Linked DNA regions of Sus scrofa: all the other regions are linked to region 1. Evidence: chromatin contacts called from public HiChIP or PLAC-seq data. All regions are on one chromosome and are shown on one strand. The core of a region is the stretch at or near the end of the contact, and the rest is flanking DNA. Distances in the headings are between cores, read along the strand shown. Region 1 overlaps KIF3C (kinesin-like protein KIF3C). Region 2 has its middle 12 kb from the start of GAREM2. Region 3 overlaps RAB10 (RAB10, member RAS oncogene family).

The links. HiChIP or PLAC-seq counts read pairs in DNA pulled down with a chosen protein or histone mark.
Region 2: a contact with region 1 is called in an H3K27ac HiChIP or PLAC-seq map of alveolar macrophages. The contact joins two enhancer-like sites. A contact is called at or near these places in 1 of 5 promoter capture datasets (fetal liver), 11 of 47 Hi-C or Micro-C datasets (blood, embryonic fibroblasts, fibroblasts and 6 more) and 2 of 2 datasets of contacts at active chromatin or transcription factors (alveolar macrophages and skeletal muscle).
Region 3: a contact with region 1 is called in an H3K27ac HiChIP or PLAC-seq map of alveolar macrophages. The contact joins two enhancer-like sites. A contact is called at or near these places in 1 of 47 Hi-C or Micro-C datasets (embryonic fibroblasts) and 2 of 2 datasets of contacts at active chromatin or transcription factors (alveolar macrophages and skeletal muscle).

What each region holds. Positions count from the first base shown.
Region 1 is chr3:113,011,790-113,015,370 of Sscrofa11.1, reverse strand. It overlaps KIF3C (kinesin-like protein KIF3C), which reads right to left. Exons shown (of 11, transcript XM_021087735.1): 10 at 3,456-3,581; 11 at 739-3,224. The coding sequence ends at 3,131. Among named protein-coding and RNA genes, the nearest start is that of ASXL2, 31 kb to the left of the region's middle. Within about 2 kb of position 2,045, at least 3 of the 83 cell types and tissues checked have an H3K27ac peak or open chromatin away from gene starts, as enhancers often do. A contact at or near this core is called in alveolar macrophages, where this site is marked.
Region 2 is chr3:112,827,695-112,831,275 of Sscrofa11.1, reverse strand. No RefSeq gene overlaps it. Among named protein-coding and RNA genes, the nearest start is that of GAREM2, 12 kb to the right of the region's middle. Within about 2 kb of position 1,920, at least 1 of the 83 cell types and tissues checked has an H3K27ac peak or open chromatin away from gene starts, as enhancers often do. A contact at or near this core is called in alveolar macrophages, where this site is marked.
Region 3 is chr3:112,878,749-112,882,329 of Sscrofa11.1, reverse strand. The region is part of intron 1 of RAB10 (RAB10, member RAS oncogene family); the gene reads left to right. Among named protein-coding and RNA genes, the nearest start is that of RAB10, 44 kb to the left of the region's middle. Within about 2 kb of position 1,644, at least 1 of the 83 cell types and tissues checked has an H3K27ac peak or open chromatin away from gene starts, as enhancers often do. A contact at or near this core is called in alveolar macrophages, where this site is marked.

The DNA of each region.
Region 1 (3,581 bases), core at 796-3,295:
GAGCACCAGGCTTACCTTGGTGCTCTCCCAGGAGTCGGAGCCTTGTGTTTTGTTTTTTAGCAGCAACTACTTCTCATCTCCTGTAAGGCTTCTACGCTACAGAGAGCCCACAGCTAGAACCCAGAGGGAGGGAAAGCGGCCCTTTGAAGAAAGGAGAGTCTTTGGTTTTTTTGGCTGGTTGGTTTTGGCAGGACTCATGGCATGGGGACGTTCCCCGGGCCAGGGATCGAACCTGCGCCACAGCTGGATCTTGAACCCACTGCACCACATGGGAACTTCCTTTGTTTTAATTCAGCACCCACCATGTGCCAGGCATATCCATGGGCTTTACACACAGGATTGCTGGTTTTAATCTCTCTTGGCTGATAAATGGAGGAGCAAGCAGGCAGAGCCATCACATGATACTGACAGCTAATCTGGACAGCATCTAGGCAGCTCTGAAATCTACTCTAGCTCAGAATTAACTGGGAGGGGACCACTAGCCTAGAACCCGAACAGCCGCTGCTATAGTGCAGACACAGACTTCAGACCGGAGCCTGAGCTCCAGCTCTCCCCCCCCCGCTGGTCGGCCAGATCCCCGTCCATTAAGCAGCTGGTTCTTCCCCAGGGTGCTGATACCTGCAGCCGGACTCCCTATCCTCTTGAACCCTTTTTGGAAGAAACATGGAAGAGAGAGAGAGGAGGACATAAAAAAGACAAGTAGGAAGAATCAAAGGGAAGAGAAGGCAGGCAACCAACTATGTAACGATACTCATTCCTTTATTTCGGACTGTGTTAATCTGAACAGGGCTGGGGCCTGCAGGCTGCTGGCAGCACTGAGCTGCAGGTGCATTTCAGCTCAACAGAGAGATCTCATCCTAAGCCAAGGAGACAGAGGGTAATATTTTATATATATATTTATATATTACATATGTCCCGTATAGTCATATGTATAGAGTGACGAGAAGGGGCCACGGCTTTGTTAATCATTGTCCTAAATGAAGACCACAGCAACAGACATGGAAATTTGGTCCAAATCAAGGCCCTCACTTTGTCAACCAAATGTGTGATACATCAAAAGGAAGAGAAGAGAGAGACAGAGGGACCGAGATCCAGCCACCCCGGTGGCCCTGTTCCCAGCATATCTCACACCAAGTGCAGAGTGTCCCCTGTGGAGGTAAACACACACAAACACGCACACACATACACACGTACACAAAACTGCAGGCAGGAGCTCCTCCTCTGAGCACACCTTGGGCCCAGCCCTGAGGCTGGGGTGGGGTGAAGTTGGGTATATTGTGCTATAAGACTATGAGGGTCAAGTGATCAGACAGTGCAGAGTCGATGCGTCCTGGTGATGAATGGGGGTAACGCGTGCGGCTTCATCCACCAACGAGAGGTCCGTGGGAGAGGCTGCTCAATGCCTCTCCCACTTGGGACCCTTCTACATACCACTCCTGTCCCAGCCACAACCGAACCTCTGATCTGAATCCTGGGTCTCAAATAATCTCTTGGGTTCTGATGAAAAAAGGTTATTTCCTTGAAGGACAGGAGCAAGTGGCAATTGAGTTGCCCAACCATGCGGTCCAGCAGTTGCAGAAGCAGTGACAGCATCATTGAATGAAACCAAACCAAACCATTGCTGGGTCCTTACACGGCAGAACCTGAACTGTGCAAAAGGGTTCATGTCCTGCTGGAAAGAGAATAACCAGGTAATCAGCCCCCACTGCCACCTCCCACACACCAAACTGCAGGCAGATCTGTCCGTTTCGTGCCTCTACCCCAAGAGCTAAACTCATCATGTTCTAGGACCTGGAGATGCCACTATTAGGGCGTTCTGAGAGCCTAACCCACTTGCTCTGATTCATGACTGCCTCTTCCCCTTCCACTGAAATATACCCTTAAAAGGCAAGTCAATGAAAATTAATCTCCCTCTCTTTTTTTTTGGTAGAACTTTACTTTAGAGACCCGGAGACATCCTGGGATGTCGCAAAGGACAGTGAGGAGTACTTCCCTAGGGACCACAATGCTGAAGGAAAGGTCAGTCTGGTGAACAGAGCAGTGCCCAACAGAAGGTGAATCAGAAACAGGGTAAAGGGCAGAGCTGGCAGGCTGCGCCTGGGTCTCCATATCCTGCGCTCATGAGAAGGAAAAGCAACAGACTGATACCTCTGTTTAGCCAGGGGAGAAGGACATGGATCCCTCCCATTACCACCGGGGATCCAGGCAGCTGCAGGGAAAAGGACGGAAGCAGGAAGGAGCAGCATGTCTAAGGTGGGGAGTTGGCCTGGTGGCTTTGTTGGCCACAGTTACTTCTTAAGGGGACAGAAACAAAGGGTCCTAGAGGAGGGACGTCTCCTGATGATTATCCACACTGTCTCCATTACTGTTCCATTTCCTGCAGGTCCTGAGGAGGCCGCAAGGGGTTGGCTCACAGTTCCCATCGACGGCTTGGGCAGGTGGACGAGAAGCAGGGTTGGGGAAGCCGCGAGTTCCCATCAAAGCTGACGCGCATAGGCTGTGTCGGCGAGGTCCCTCAAGTCCTTGAGAAGGAGGAGCCCGAGAAGCCGAAAGAGGTCACTTGAGGCCCAGAAAGTGGAGAGCAGGGCTCTCTCCGCCGGAAGCCCAAGCTCAACACTGTGGACGGACGTCGAATATCCTCAGAGGACACCTCGCATTTTTCTAGTCCCGGGAAGTGCTCAGGGGCTGCTCACGGTCAGTGCCGGAGGAGATGGGGGTGACCGAGGGAGCCAGGAGGAACAAGGACCCTCTTCTCAGGCCCCGGTCCCTTCCCTCCTGGGGGCAACTGACGGGGAGGAGCTGGCGGTGTGACTGGGGCGGGGGTCTACGGTCGGGAGGAAAGGAGGCTGCAGTGACCAGGGCAGGCCCGGGCGAGGGCGCCTCTCCTGCGGGAACCGAGCTCCACGAATAAATAACATGAATTAAATAAAGGAGGCTAAGAGCTGGCAGAGGCACGGCCTGCCGGATGCTCACCCCCTCACACATATGCGCGCACGCGCACACACACACACACACACACACACACAGGCACGCACACGCACATACACGCACACCGAGCGGCAGGCGAGATGATCCAGGGCTGGCGGCCCGCCCCTGGCGTCTGCGGGACGGGCGGCCTGACGGAAGGCTGTCACTCATGGTCTAGCACTGTCGTGGGGCGCAGAGCAGCGGGGGCCAGCGAGGCAGGTGTGGTGGAGGGCGCAGGCCGCTGAGGACTCTGGCACCTGTGGGTGGGGATGAAGCGGGGGGGGGGGTCAGGGGTGTGCAGGAAGTAGCAAAGGGAGCAGCCTACAGTATCTTGTCCCTATGGGAACTCGGCCCGGGTTATCACCCTCCCTCAGGCCCTTTGGGTACAGCCAACCCCCATCCCCCCACCCCCGCCACCAGCCTCAGCAGCCCCTGTGGCTTCCGCCCCCTCTCCGGCCCCTGTCCACGCTGACCGGGATGGTACTGACCAGGATCTGGACTTTCGGACTTTGGACGTGGAAGGTCTTTCCAGAAAGCTGTCCAACCGCATGAGCCGCTCCATGTGGAGCGCACGGGGGTCTTGGTCTTGGTCATGAGAGAATTCCATCTCAAAG
Region 2 (3,581 bases), core at 671-3,170, 180 kb after region 1:
TCAGTGTATACAAATATTAAATCATTGTGTTGTACACCTGAAACTAATAATGTTATGTGTCAATTACATCTCAATAAAAAAACAAGAACAAAACCCAGGCAATATGGTCGTGGGGTAAAGTTAGACATAGAGACCAATGGAACATGAAAATTGTCCAGGCTCTATCTATTGCCCAGACGAGCAGAGAAGAATGTTTAATTTTAGCAAAGTCCAACTTAGCAGTTTTTTTCTTTCATGATTCATGCTTACTTAGATTTTTCTCCTATGTTATCTTCTGCAAGTTCCGTTGTCTTGTATTTTACATTTAGGTCGATGGGCCATTTTGAATTAAGTTTGGGGAAGGGTGTAAGCTGTGGGTCTAGCTATTCCCTCTCTCTGCCCGTGGATGTCCTCTTGTTCCAGTCCCATTTGTTGAAGAAACTATTATTTCTTTCACCATTTGATTACCTTGCTCATTTGTCAAAGATCAGCTGACTGTATTTGCCTGTGTCTATTTCTGGGCTCTGTATTCTCTTCCATTGATCTATTTGTCTTATTGCTTGGATTGGAATTTCAGTGGAATTTTCGGACAATCTGTCTCAGCAGACAAAGGCGAAGCTGTCAGAGCCTGAGCTAGTTCGTTGACTTGATTTACCCAGAAGAGGCTGGACAATTTCTACAGTTCTGGCTCAGTATTTGCTGTCATTTGGACCCAGATGATACCAAGGCCATTTGAAATGTTTATTCAGACAAGTGTGCTTCTGAATGGTATGAAAGACAAGTAGCACAAAAATCTCACTTGTGAAAAATTATTTAAATAAAGTCCTTTTTTTTTTTTTTTGTCTTTGGTAGGCCGCACCCATGGCATATGGAGATTCCCAGGCTAGGGGGTCTAATAGGAGCTGTAGTTGCTAGCCCACGCCTCAGCCACAGCAACACCAGATCTGAGCCGCATCTTCAACCTACACCACAGCTCACGGCAACACCGGATCCTCAACCCACTGAGCAAAGCCAGGGATTGAAGCCGTAACCTCATGGTTCCCAGTCGGATTCGTTTCTGATGTGCCACAACAGGAACTCCTGGATAAAGTCATTTTTGATTGGTTTGTTTATTTGCTTGTTTTTTTGGCCACACCCACAGCCTGTGGAAGTTTCTGGGCAAGGGATCAAACCTGTGCCATAGCTGCAGCAGTGCTGGATCCTTCCTTTGTGCCACAAAGGAAGTTTACGAATAAATGCATTTTTAAAGGGTTCTGAAATTTATATCATGAAGATAAACCCCACCATTTAAAAGCAAAATATGAAAAGGATAGTGAAGCTTCAGTTTAAAAACATCTTTTAAAAAAATCTTAGGAGTTCCCGTTGCTGCTTGGCAGAAATGAAACTGACTAGTATCCATGAGGACGCAGTTTTAATCCCTGACTTTGCTCAGTGGGTTAAGGATCCGGCATTGCCATGAGCTGTGGTGTAGGTCACAGATGTGTCTCGGATCTGGCCTTGCTGTGGCTGTAGCGTAGGCCAGCAGCTACAGTTCCAATTTGACCTCTAGCCTGGGAACCTCCATATGTCTTGGGTGACCTAAAAAGACAAAAAACCAAAACCAAAACAAAACAAACTTAGTGACTATGAAGCTTAAGTAGAAGAAATTTTACAAATAAAAAATATGGAATAATGAAAATAATGAAATGATCACTTGTGATTTCTCTTAAGCTTAAAGTAGTATTTAGAGTCAAAATGTTTTGTTTTGGATAAACATGCACTGTTTACTCAAAAACAAAGCATATCCACTAAAAAAATATCCAATTTATTAGAGGCAGAGTTTGATTTACTGTGTTCAGCACTATTGACCAAAACTTAAAATTCTAGCTTCCTATTTCTGTTGCACATTGCAGGCAACTGCTCTAAGAATGATGTGACCACAGCCCTGCCGCCAACCATGTGAGCATTCAGCTGACAGATACCTGAGGACAAGTCACAATCCCAAGTCTGTGTAATACATAGCTGGAGTCACTCATTGGGTCAGCTTTAATACTATTTAAATTGTATACTCCAGGAGTTCCCTGGTGGCCTAGTAGTTAAGGATCTGGCATTGTCACTGCTGTGGCTCAGGTCACTGCCGTGACATGGGCCTGATCCCTGACCTGGGAGCTTCTATATGCCACCAGTGTGGCCATAAAATTAAAAAAAAAAAAAATCATGTAGTCTTGGAGTTTCCGTCATGGCTTAGTGGTTAATGAATCCGATTAGGAATCATGAGGTTTCGGGTTCGATCCCTGGCCTCGCTCAGTGGGTTAGGGATCCGGCGTTGCCATAAGCTGTGGTGTAGGTCGCAGACTTGGCTTGGAACTGACGTTGCTGTGGCTCTGGTGAAGGCCAGCGGCTACAGCTCTGATTAGACCCCCGGCCTGAGAACTTCCATATGCCTCGGTTGAGGCCCTAGAAAAGACCAAAAAAACAAAAAAACAAAAAAACAAAAAAAAACCATACAGTCTTTAATATTGCAGAAGACAATCTGAAGGAGAATTGAAAACACTTTGAACAAAATGTTGAAATGACATAAATCAAAGGGCCTTGGATATTTTGTGCAAGTAATAAGTGCCTAACATTGAACTAAAGAGGGAGTAAGAGAATTTCTTTTATCAAAGAAACAGATGGAATGAGGGCACAGAGTGGTCCTCTCCCTGGGTGCCTATGAGGCGGTGATGTGGCTTTGCCCCACCGTGGGGGACCTGCTCTCCCATGGACACTTATCTGGACCTCCTTTCTCCCAGAGCCCAGCAGGCCTTCACCCCAGAGGGGACAAGCTTTGCTGAGTAGTGAAATGCCTGCTTGATGAATATTCAACTATCAGAACGTTGAAGGTAGGCAGGGACCCAAATGCCACCAATCCCATTCCCTCGTTTATAAGTTTGACACTGGCTTCTAATTATCAAACAAGTGCCTCCTTGCCATGTCAAACTTTAGAAAATATTTAGAAAGCAGAGAGACAACATCATTCATTCATGACCCAAACACTTTGAAAATTACAGCATGTTTCCTTTAATTTTCCTTTTCTTGTAGTTCTTTCATTCATTCATGAAAGGTTATATTGTGACTTTTCCACATAACACTATCCTGTGAAAATTTCCCCAATAATTAAATTCTTTTGTAAGCATTGTTGACCTAAAATAATAAAACAGCTAGCTGTTTTTATCCGCAAAATGGGTTTGTTCAGGAACTGCGAAAGAACTGCAATTTGGGACATGCAATCTACAGGGAACCACATGCAAGTCTGGAGAGCAAAGGAGAGCAAACTTTTATAGCGGGGAAGGGATAATGGGGAAGGGCTGTTATAAACAAAGCCTCCATTGGACGAAGGTGGGAATTCAAAGTATAGTGCCTTTTCATTGGCTGAATTGTGACAGTTTCTTATTCGCTAGGCTGTTAACGGGCAGGGAGAAATGCTTCTTTTCTTTTCCGATGCCTAGTAGAGTAGTAACCTTCTCCCAGTTAGCAATGCAAAGGTACAGTCTCTTCCTGTTGGGTCTGTAATTGACAGTAGGGTGGGAGAGCTTCCCCTTCCGGCCTCCTGACTCCATCTCCCCCACCCCCCACTGCCCCTG
Region 3 (3,581 bases), core at 395-2,894, 130 kb after region 1:
GTAAGACTAAAGATAAAAAGAAATGTAAACATATATTTTAGTTAATCTGATTTTTCACAGAGGTGAGGGAAACTATTTTATGTATATACTAGGATTAAACAAATAAGTAAATACATTTTAGGTAATGAGAGCCAGGTTTCTAATTGTTGAAGAAAGAGGTTACAGGTAAGGAAAAGAAGATTAGTTCAATTGGAATCAGAATTATTAGTATGAACTCCTGGTTTTATGTATTATATGTGCAGATGGTTATGGAAATAGAGATGTGTATATATGCTGGATCAGTATGCACAAATGTATTTTCTCACTCTGTCCTCTGGAAAGGCCTGGAAGAAACAGTGACACTTCAGTAGCAGTGAGCCTGCCTGGTGCCCAGATCTCGGACTTTACATACAATTTTTCAGTAAAGGGAACTGGGGCTCTTTAAAGAACGGCTTGATTCTAGAACTGGGGTATAGGAAATATGAGATGATCCTGGAGCATCTTTGGTGCCAGAAGACAAAGAAGTGCTCCCAAATGAATGGGATATGTCAAAAGGATGTATGAACTAACCTGAAAGAGCTTTTCTACTGCCCAGAGCTGGAATGAAATAATTATAGTATTGCATTATTACCAATAAATTAAAATAGCCATTAGTCCATATTGGTATGTATAAACAAACAAGCAGGGTAGGTAGTAGGTGAAAGGGACAAATTGTAAATGAAAAATTACAATTAGTAAGTGTGAAGCAATGACTGAAACACAAAATCACTATTAGTTAAATACTACAGTAATAATTGTCACAGGTTGTGATAGGAGGTAAAATCAGAGGATGAAGGTGTGGTGAGAAAGAGCTGCATAGTCCCAAAGTATTTTGTCCAAGAAATTTATTGATAGCAAAGGGAAAAACAATAAATTTACTGTGGAGGAGTTCCCGTCGTGGTGCAGAGGTTAACGAATCCGACTAGGAACCATGAGGTTGTGGATTCGATCCCTGGCCTTGCTTAGTGGGTTAAGGATCCAGCGTTGCCATGAGCTGTGGTAAAGGTTGCAGACACGGCTTGGATCCCATGTTGCTGTGGCTCTGGCATAGGCTGGCAGCCACAGCTCAGATTAGACCCCTAGCCTGGGAATCTCCATATGCTGTGGGAGCGGCCCTAGAAAAGACCAATAAATAAATAAATAAATAAAAATAATAAATTTACAGTGGAGAGAGAAACTCTCCAGACAACATCTTAAGTCATCAAGGTTAATACCATAGAAAGACATTCACATAATATACTCCTTGATAAAATGAACTGAGAAAGCAAAACAGTACCTTTGTGGTATTTTGTGGTATTCTTACCAAAAAATGCAAAACCTTACTCCAATTATGAGAAGACAGCAGATAAACCCAAATTGAGGGAGAATTCAATAAGATACCTGACTGATATGCTTTGAAAGTATCAAAGTCCTGAAAGACAAGAAAAGATGGAGGAACTCACAGATCAAACAAGAGTAACGACACATGACAGCTAAATACAAAGTGGGAACCTGAATTGGATACAACGTTCATGAAAAAATTGGTGGATTAGGTCTGTAGTTAAATCACTTGCATGGTACCAGTGTCTTCCTCCCACACACCCTGGTATGGAAGTTCTGTGGCTAGGGACTGAAACTGAATGGTGCCATAGCTGTGGCAATGCCAGATCTTTAACCCACTGTGCTGGGTTGGGGATCAAACCTTTGCAACAGTGGGAACTCCCTGGTGTCACTTTATTGTTTCTGATAAAAGTACTGTGGTGATGTTAGCGTTAATATTAGCAGAAGTTGGATGCATAGTATGCATGAACTCTGAGCTATTTTGCAACTTTTCTATAAAATAATTTCGAAGTAAAAAAAAGTTTCTTAAATCTACATTTCTCCCAAAGTGGGGCGGGGGGTGGGGTGGAGAAAGAAACAATGGAAGCTGGAAGACAATTGAATTACATATTAAAACTCTGAAAGGAAAAATGTGTTGTTAGAATTCAGTCCTAACAAAAAAGCAAAAATGAAGCCAAGGAGTTCCTGTGGTGGTTCAGCGGAAATGAACCTGATTAGCATCCATGAGGACACAAGTTCGGTCCATGGCCTAACTCAGTGGGTTAAGGTTCTAGCATTGCTGTGAGCTGTGGTGTAGGTTACAGATGTGGCTCAGATCTGGCATTGCTGTGGCTGTAGTGTAGGCCAGCAGCTACAGCTTCATTTTGACCCCTAGCCTGGGAACCTCCATGTGCCGTGGTGCAGCCCTAAAGAGGCCACACAAAAAAACAAACAAACAAACAAACAAAAAACCCAAAAACCAAAAGAAAGACATTTTCCAGACAAAAGCTGAGAGATTTTCTTACCTGAAGTCTTGTGCTATTGAAAATGTTAAAGTTTTTCAGGGCAAAGAAAGCATTCCACTAGGAAACTCACATCTACACAAAGAAATGAAGAGGATAAATGATAAATATTGGCACAAGAGCCAAGACATGGAAACAACCTAATATCCATCAACAGATGAATGGATTAAGATGTGGTGTATATACAGAACGGAATACTATTCAGCGATAAAAAGAACTCAAACATGTGGTTGCAAAAAGTTGAATTTAGCTTTGGTTTTGTCAATGATTTCTCGATTCCCAGGAACTTATTACTCCACCTCATAAATTTCAAAAATTAAAATCAGTGGACTTAAAAGCATACAGCAAAAGAAAAATATATAATTTAATTGGACTTTGTCAAAATTGAAAACTTTTATGCACCAAAGGAAATTAAGAAAGCAAAGAAAGCTTACAGAATGGAGGAAATATTTGCAAATTATGTATCTGATACAGATCTAGTATCCAGAAGCTGTAAAGAACTCTTATGGCTTAATAAGAAGACAACTTGATTTAAAAATTTGAGTTCCTGTTGTAGCTCAGTGGGTTAATGATAGGCATTGTCTGTGTGATGGCTTGAGTTCAATTCCTGGCCTGATGCAGTGGGACCAAAAAAGATAAAAGCTGTGGAGGCAAAGGACTTGAATAGATGTTTCTCCAGGTAAGATATCAAATGGCCGACAAGCACATGAACTGCTGTTCAGCACCATTAGTCATTAGGGAAATGCAAATCAAAACTACAATCTAGCGCCACTTCATATGCACCCCCTAGGATGACCTAAAAAAATGATTATTTCGGAGGTAGAAAAATTGAACCCTCATACGTTGCTACTGGAGATGTAGAATGGTGCAGCTGCTGTGTGTTGGAAATTAAGATAACTCTGGCTCGGGTCGTCAGTGTCGGAAAGTGAGACACGTGGACAAGGAGAAATCTGGACAGGGCTCTTTACTTCTGCAGAAGGACTCAGGTGCTCCAAAAAGCGTGCGCACCAAACAAAGGACCCTCCCCTATTTATGCCTAATGCAGGTGAGGTACCTGTCCCCTTCCCTTTGGTCAGGTCAGGGTGCACATTCTTCCCGGTTGGCTCATTGAAACAAATTGTTGCTGGGAAGAGGTAGAAAGGAAGGGGGTCGCAGGGGGTGTTTCAGCCAAAACAGAGCAAAATAGAGTAACCAAGATTTCCTTTGATAGAAAAGACATTATGTTACTGTCCACATGTGGAA